Regions from separate parts of the Sus scrofa genome. Here region 2 is linked to region 1. A link is a contact called in public HiChIP or PLAC-seq data. All regions are on one chromosome and are shown on one strand. The core of a region is the stretch at or near the end of the contact, and the rest is flanking DNA. Distances in the headings are between cores, read along the strand shown. Region 1 overlaps NFIC (nuclear factor 1 C-type). Region 2 holds the start of NFIC (nuclear factor 1 C-type).

What was found. HiChIP or PLAC-seq counts read pairs in DNA pulled down with a chosen protein or histone mark.
Region 2: an H3K27ac HiChIP or PLAC-seq map of alveolar macrophages shows a contact between it and region 1. The contact joins the promoter of NFIC here to the enhancer-like site in region 1. A contact is called at or near these places in 2 of 5 promoter capture datasets (both in liver), 15 of 47 Hi-C or Micro-C datasets (alveolar macrophages, blood, brain and 8 more) and 2 of 2 datasets of contacts at active chromatin or transcription factors (alveolar macrophages and skeletal muscle).

What each region holds. Positions count from the first base shown.
Region 1 is chr2:75,211,113-75,214,760 of Sscrofa11.1, forward strand. It overlaps NFIC (nuclear factor 1 C-type), which reads right to left. Exons shown (of 10, transcript XM_021084131.1): 4 at 3,045-3,119; 5 at 2,125-2,248; 6 at 1,375-1,499. Among named protein-coding and RNA genes, the nearest start is that of SMIM24, 34 kb to the left of the region's middle. Within about 2 kb of position 1,564, at least 58 of the 83 cell types and tissues checked have an H3K27ac peak or open chromatin away from gene starts, as enhancers often do. A contact at or near this core is called in alveolar macrophages, embryonic fibroblasts, fetal liver and 3 more, where this site is marked.
Region 2 is chr2:75,260,650-75,264,661 of Sscrofa11.1, forward strand. It overlaps NFIC (nuclear factor 1 C-type), which reads right to left and starts at 1,841. Exons shown (of 10, transcript XM_021084131.1): 1 at 1,628-1,841. The coding sequence starts at 1,630.

The sequences.
Region 1 (3,648 bases), core at 314-2,813:
TTAGTTCCTACAACAACCCTATGAGGTGGTTACTGCCAGGTATTAACATACCTATTTTACAGATGAAGAAACTGAGGCCCAGAGTTCCCTTAGTGGCTCAGTGGTTAACAAACCCGACTAGGATCCATGAGGATTCGGGTTTGATCCCTGGCCTCGTTCAGTGGGTTAAGGACCCTGTGTTGCCATGAGCTGCTGTGCTGTAGGCTGAAGACACAGCTGGGATCCCGTGCTGCTGTGGCTGTGGCCATGGCTTAGGCTGGCAGCTGCTGCTCCCTCCCCTAGTCTGGGAACTCACTTTGACCCCTGGCCTGGGAACTTCCATATGCCGAGGGTTCAGGCGCCACACCACACCCCCCCTCCACAAAGAAACTGAGGCCCAGAGAGGTGGGGTCACCAGGAAGCTAAGGGCTGAGGGACTCGACTGCCCATGTTTGTAACCACTAGGCTATCCTCTGGCATGAAGTTTTGATACAAGATGGGGGCTGGGAAGAGCCATGCTTCTAAAATTTTGGGGCACAGACCCAGCTGAGGATCTGAGGAATGCCAGGGTCACCCTTCCTTCAGGCTACTTTGCTAACAATTTCCTGAAAGTCACGGATGCTGACCCGCTAGAGAGCAGCAAAATCAGAAGGTGAAAGGGATTTTTTAGATGAGAACCACAGTGAAGGGAACTCCACAGGGAAATCTTCAGAAAAAGCTCCTGGGGAGACGGTAAACAAACAAAGAATCCCGATGAAGCAGCGCTCGACAGAAAAGAGACCCTTCGGAACCACTGACCCTACAGAACAGGAATCCCATGAAAGGAATCCTCTGGAGAGGACCCTAGGAGGACAGAAGAGCAACAAGAAAATCTACGGGAAAAAGACGCTATGAGAAAAGAGGCGGGGCTCCTATGGAACTGGAATCACATGGAGCAAGATCCTACGGAGATGGAAATCCTGTAAAAACAGGAACTCCAAGGAGGACCCAGCGAGAAGGGAGCCTACATCGCAGGACCTTCTAGCGACGACCCTTATAGCTGACGGTCTATAGCAGACTCCAGGAAGAAGCATCCCGTAGATCTCAACCGCTACTAAGTCAATTCTGTAGATCCGGAACCCCACAGAGATTGGCCCTTACAGGCAAAGCGCAGGAAAGCCGGGCAATTGATAATCTCCGCCCACCCCGGCCAAAGCGGAACCAAAGAGTTCCGGAACTTTACTTCCAAACGTGCACAGCCGGCGCGACTACAATTCCCAGGAGGTCCCGCGGCTCCAGGCCGGTTCCCAGCTCCCTAGCGTCTCCCGCAGTGCCTGACGGAATACGTAGTCCCAGCCCAGCCGCTGTAACCGCGACCGGAAGGCCGGCCCGCCCCCGCCGCGCCGCCAGCCCCACCTCCTTCCATGTCCTCCGTCCAGTTGCGGTTGCTACTCGTGGGAGAACTGGGCGAGGTGTAGTAATCGCCGCCGGGGCTCGTGTCCACGTCTTCCTCCATCGAGCCCGATTTGTGCCGCTTGCTCCTAAGGGACGAGGGGAGGAAGCCAATAAGACGGTTACCAGGGAGATGCAGTGGGCCAGGCGGGCTTCGCTCCTTCCGGCTCTTAGGGGGCGGGGCGAAGGCAGTGCTATCGCGAGACAGAATGCGAGCCGCAGACCTGCAGCTGGTTCTCACTTAACACCTGTTTCAACCTGCCAGTTACTGGGATGGGATGCCTGGGGCTAGAGGCAGGGAAGGACTCAGTCGAGGTCCAAGCTAGCAAGCTAGCAGAGTGGAGCCTAAAGTGCTGAAGGCCTTGGCCTACTGCGATCCTCTGAATAATTCAGTAGGAGTATGATCCCATTTTACAGATGGGGAAACCGAGGCAGACAATGTGATCGACTCATGGTTATATAGCGTATCTCAGAAAGAACCGGTGTCTGCATTCTTATGTAGTCTTAAGGTGTGGGCTTGCAGGACTCGAGGCTGTGGGAGCCCAGAGTAGGACATCAGGGCTGGGGAAAGAATCACTTGGGAGCTGGGTTTTGAAGGATGAGTAAGTTTCCCAGGTGGAATGTGAAAACAGAGAGAGGAATGAACAAGATGGGGCTGGATGGAAGTGGGCGGGGGGCCGTCAAATGACCATAGGTTTGGCTTTGGGCACATACCCGCTGGAGGAAGTGCTGGGTAGCGTTCTTCTCATGCCAGTGCTGGCTGGATTTAGGTCATATGCCAGGTGCCCCTGAAGCTCCCCCAGGGAGAAGTTGGGTCCTGTTCCAGTCACCACAGGTGCTGTGGAGGGCAACAGAGAGGAGAGTGAGGGAGGGAACAAAGCCCAGGGCTGCAGTTTGCCCTGGAGAGGTGGGGGGAGCCATCTGAGGGCTGGCAGTCTGAAAGGGAACCCCTTCCCAAATTGACCAGTTTCCCAATTTGGCTGAAGCTGGCCTTATTCTATGGATCAGAAGCACCAGGCCACTGAAAGAGGCCAAGGTCACACTGTGAGGTAGAGGCATAGCCAGAGCTGGAGGCCAGGCTTCCTGGCACTCCCAGAGGCCAGGCTCTGCTGATCTGGGCAGGGAGGGCAATGGTTAGGGTTAAGGCAGGACAATGCCCAGAGCTATTTGTGGCAGGATTCAAACAGGGGTGTCTGGGGGGGGGGTTTCATATGGGTCCCCCGCAGGTCCACAAGTAAGGCAAGAGGATAGGGAGCAAAGCAGATGGGGGAGGGGCCCTCTGGGGTCTCCTCCTGGGGGGGTGAGGGAGGCCCCAGGAAGTGGGGATGCTGGGGCAGAAGTTTCTTTAGCCCTTCCACCAATCACCTGGAGTCTTTCCTGGGGAAGAGCATTTTGCCCTAACCTTGGGCTCTGGGGTCTGGATACCGTCCTTCCTAGGAACTTTGGCTCGGTGACAGTTGTGGCTAGAGAGGACATGGGGGAGTGGGGCAGGGTGCTGGGCTCCTTCTTCTTCTCTGAGCCCTGCCTCTCCCCAAATCCTTTTTCCTCTTGAAGCCCCCATCCTGAAGACACTTCTCCTTTCCAACCCCCCTCCGCACTGTGGGTCCCAGCACAGTGTGGGTGAGGACACTTACTCCGGGACACTTGGATGAGCTCAGTGACACTGAACACACCAGAGGTGACGAAGCTCTCCTGGAAGTCGGTGGTGTCTGGAAGAGTAGGAGGATGGGGGTCAGCAAGCGGTCACCCAAGCTAGGTCTGCTCCCCGCCCCCCCTTGATACCTTTAGGCCACCCTGACTCTAGGGGCTGGACCCAGCCCCGGTGCCCCCTGTCCCCTGCAGCCCAAGGATGGCCAGCTAAGCCCTCCAGTCCGATGCCAGAGTCCTAACACAGCTGGAGTGGATAGTCTTTCCTGAGTGTGCTGTGTTTTTCTCCCTGCAGCCTCACCCAGCCTCCCCTTCTCCAGCCCGAGCCTTCACACAGCCTCCCTGTGGGTCATGGTGTTCCTGGCAGTGGGAACAGCCAGTGCAAAGTCCCTGGGGTTGGGATGCACTTGGCAAATCAGAGGCCAACAGGGCTGGAGTCAGGGAGAGACTTCAGACTGGAGGCGGGACCCTCAGGTGAGCAGCTCCTATTTTTCTGGGGTAGTAGAAGAAGTTCTTGTCTTGGCCCCCAGGGGGCAGCAGGGAGCTCACAGCAGCGCCCAGTTCCCCAGAGGTCTGCTGCCCCTGATCCCT
Region 2 (4,012 bases), core at 591-3,090, 50 kb after region 1:
CGCACGTATCGGTAACCACCCATCCATCCCTAGAGACCTCCTCATAGGCGGGGTGTGTGTGGGGGGAGAACCCGCTGCCCCGCCCCCCTCTGGGCCAGGTCCCCGCGCAGGCGCAGCCCCTCACGGGAGACGTCGCCGGCCAAGTGATCGCGTCCCGGCGCCACCTCGCGCCCGAACCTCAAGCTGGGACCACCTGGAGCTGCGCGGCTGGGGCACCCTAAGGCAGGGGGAACAGGAGGAGACCCTGTGGGGAGTGAGTGGAGGAGGCAGAGCTGTGGCAAGGTAGAGGAAGTATTCGTCCGGCACCTTGAAGCCTGGATTAAAGGAAAAATGGAACTGGAGGGGTGGGTGAAGAGTGTAGACCCATCCCCAGGAATAGTCACTCAACGCCAAAGGTACACAGCGACATTAAACTGCCCCCTGAGATGCACCCACACGACACAGATCCCCACTCACTGGCAACCCCCTAACCCCCACATACTCACATGGGGACACCCCCACGGTCACCCAGGGACATCACGTCCCCGGGGAACACACAACCCTGCCACACAACTTCACAACACCGCCCCAAAGGGGACGCATGGCAGAGTCGCCCAGTTACCTCAACACACACACTGTCCCATAGCCGCACAATGCTCTTAACACACGCAACACAACACACACAGCCACGTGGATGCGCAGACACACAGATACATAAAGAAGAAGACCCCACGCCTGGGGACCATGGACATGGATGGGGCCACCCAGCCGCACAGACCCGCGAACGCACTCCCCGGACTACTGTGCCGACTCGTTTGAGAGCGCAGGGGTCTCCAAACGCACCCATCGAGTGCGGATGCCACCAACAACAGCGGACCGGACACCGGAACCCTCAAGAGCAGCTACCGGCGCTGGCGGGCCTGGGGCGCGCCCGGCCTAGACCCCTTGACCCCTCTCGGCTAGGACCCGGCCTGATCAGCGGCAGGGCCGGGGTCGGCCCGGGGGCGGGGCTCAGGCGGCACGAGGGCTAGTCGGGCGGCTGCTCCTGCGCGGCGCTCAGCGCGGCCGCCCGCCCGGCTCCAAGTTCAAGGCGCCCGGCGGCGGCCGCTGCGCGCTCTCCGCCCCTCTCCGCAGCGGCCATTTTCCGCTAGCTGGCGCGCCGCGCTTACCCGGGCCGGGACACCCCGCAGGGGCCGCCGCGACCCCAACCCCTCACGGCCCGGTTCCGCGCCCCCTCCCTGGCCCCGGCTCCCCCGCGGGCTGCGAGCTTGGGGGTCTTGTGCCCTGGGTCGCGCCCTCCCGCCTCCCGCCTGGCCAGGGAGGGGGCGGGGGCCTGGCCTGGGGGGGGACCCTCTCTCGGGAGCCCCGCCCTCCCCACCAACTCCGCGGCGCCCTCGAGGGGCCCCCATTTGGGGTCCCCGGCTGCGACCCGCGCACCAGCTCCGCCCCCAGCCGCTGGCGGGGGGGTTGTGGATCGGCGGGCGGAGGTCCCCGGGCTGCGGGCGGGAAGGGGGGGGGTCCTCACATTGAGCCCCTCCCCTGGGCGGCCCCCGCCCCCTGCCCCCCAGACATCGCAACTTTCGCCCGGAGCCCACGCACCACCCCAAAAACTCCCCGGGCGAAAACGAAAGTGGGGGCGGCGACGTACCATGGCGCTGCTGCGAGGAGGCGAGGCCGGCGCCGGAGCGAGCGCGCTCGGTCCCCGGCGAGGGGGGGCCGGAGGCGGCGGGAGGAGGCGGCGAGGGAGGGCGCGCGGGGGAGGGAGCGAGCGCGCGAGGGAGGGGGCTCGCCGCGCCCGCCCCCCCTCGGCCCAGGACCCTCCCCTCGGCCCGCCCTCCCCCCGGTCCCGCGCACCGCCCGCGCCTCAGGCGGCTCTGCGCCCCGGCCCCGGCTGCGGCGGCTCCCTCTGCGGCTCCATCCTCCGTCCGGCCCTCACCAGGGAAGGCCAGGCGAGCGGTCGTAGCGGCGGGTAGTGGGGCCCGAGTCGGGCTCGCTGCGGAGGGAACGGATCCACCTTCACCGCGCGCGCGCGCGCTCACACACATATACACACACATACACACACACGCACGCAGACGGCTGGGGACACGCGCGGACCGGGCCTCCTCGACTCCGACACCGACACAGAACGCACACCGCCGCGCCTGCATCGTGTTACAGACACACAGCCTACGGGTGTCACCTAGATACCCACGGGGCCCACGCTCACAGCCGATGAGGTTCTCGGACACACACCTCTTGCAGGATGCCACGAACACAGACTCACACTCACAGCTTGTGGGTGTCACCCAGACAGACACACGGGGACCCACATGCTTACAGCCTGCTGGGTGTCACCCAGACACCCACAGCCTCCATGCTGTTGCATACACAGACTCACAGCCTGCAGGGGCACTCAGACACTCACACGGATTGACAATAGTAGAAAGACACTTCAGACCTTGGACGGACCCACAAGCCGACCCCCAGGACCCCTTCCCCTAGGCCATCGCGGCAGCCACCCTTGCCAGTGAGTGCAGGTGTCCCGGATACACAGACACAAACAAGCACAGCGGAGAGACGGGACAGATGGGGATACAGACAGAGACTTGGACACCGAGGGCGACAGACCTGGGGGGGCAGGGGTTCCCTGAGGGTCCCGCAGGGGCTCCAGGCAGGGCAGGGGGCGGGGAGAACGCGCGGCGGCTCGGTAGGTGTATGGGGGGGAGCGGGCGCCCCCTCCCCAAGTCAGGATTAATGGCGAGGCCTCCGCGGGGTGGGGGGGAGGGGTCGGGCCGAGGAGGGTCAGCGCCCCCGCCCCTGCTGCGCGGGCCGCGGGCTGGGAAGCCGTGCCGCAGCGCCCCCCCCCACCCGGCCGAGCGCTTTCCCGCAGTCCCCCCTCCTCCTCCTCCGGCAGCCGCAGAGTAGGCACCGCCCCCTTCTCTCCGCCCCCCGCCCCCCTTCCCGGCTCTGCGTCTGGCGCAACTGGGGGACGACGGGAGGGGGGCTGGCCGGTACCCCATGGGGTGAAGGAGATTCTGTTGCGGTTTTGCTGTCTGGATTCCCCACCCCCCGCCTGCGACCTCACTTCCCTTCAACTGGGGCTCCAGGATTCTGGGACCCCTTTGGGGAAGTGGTTCCCTGCTCCCCCAGGGAGGAGCCAGGGTTTAGGATGAGTGCAGGCGGACCCCGGGAGGGGAATCAGGCCCTGGACCGCCCTTCTGGAGCCACAGCTGACTCTGGGGGCTTCTGAAAGTTAATTCTATGCAATGCTGGCACCCTGGGAAATGTCCCAGGCGAACGATAGTAACAACAGCCCCGCTACATAGTAGGTGATCAGAACGTATGGGCTCCATGGAGCCAGCATCTCAGGCGTTCACTCTAGGACGCAGAGGTTTCTCCTTTCGTCTGTCTTCTGTCCGCACATTCCTTTCCCCGTTTTTAAGAGAAGAGTGAGGCCCCAAGAGGGGAACCCATCAACCAGGCTGTCAGAAGCCCAAGGGTCCTCATCCTAACACTGCTTTCAGGGTGCTCCGCTGGTGGGCAGGGGGATTCTGGAGGTGGCCGCTGCTCTCATACACCAGAAGGCAAAAGGAAGCAGAGTGGCTCCAGAGAGGAAAGGGTTAAGAGGATAGAGACCCCCCCCCCCAGGCACTTGCTCTCTCTCAGCTCCTCTCTAATCTGCCTCAGTTAATCCCCAGCTTGAATCCTCGGTCCCTCCCCTGCCTCAGGGAATTAGGTACCTGGGAGGAGAGGAGAGGAGGCTAGGGATGGATCGATAACAGCCAGGCAAGGATTGGGGTCCAGAGGGCACTAAGGGGGGCACAGAAGTAGCCCCCCACCCATCATTCTCTCCATGAGGCCACCTGACTGGGCCTATGCACATAGAATTAAATGCTTTCCACAAGGCTATCCACTGACCCTCACAACAGCCTTATGAGGTGGGTGCTTACCTTTGTATCCCCATTTCACAGATAAGAAAACTGAGCCTCAGACAGGTTTAGACTCTTGCCCAAGGTCCCCAGCTGGTAAGTGATGATTGTCTGGAGCACGA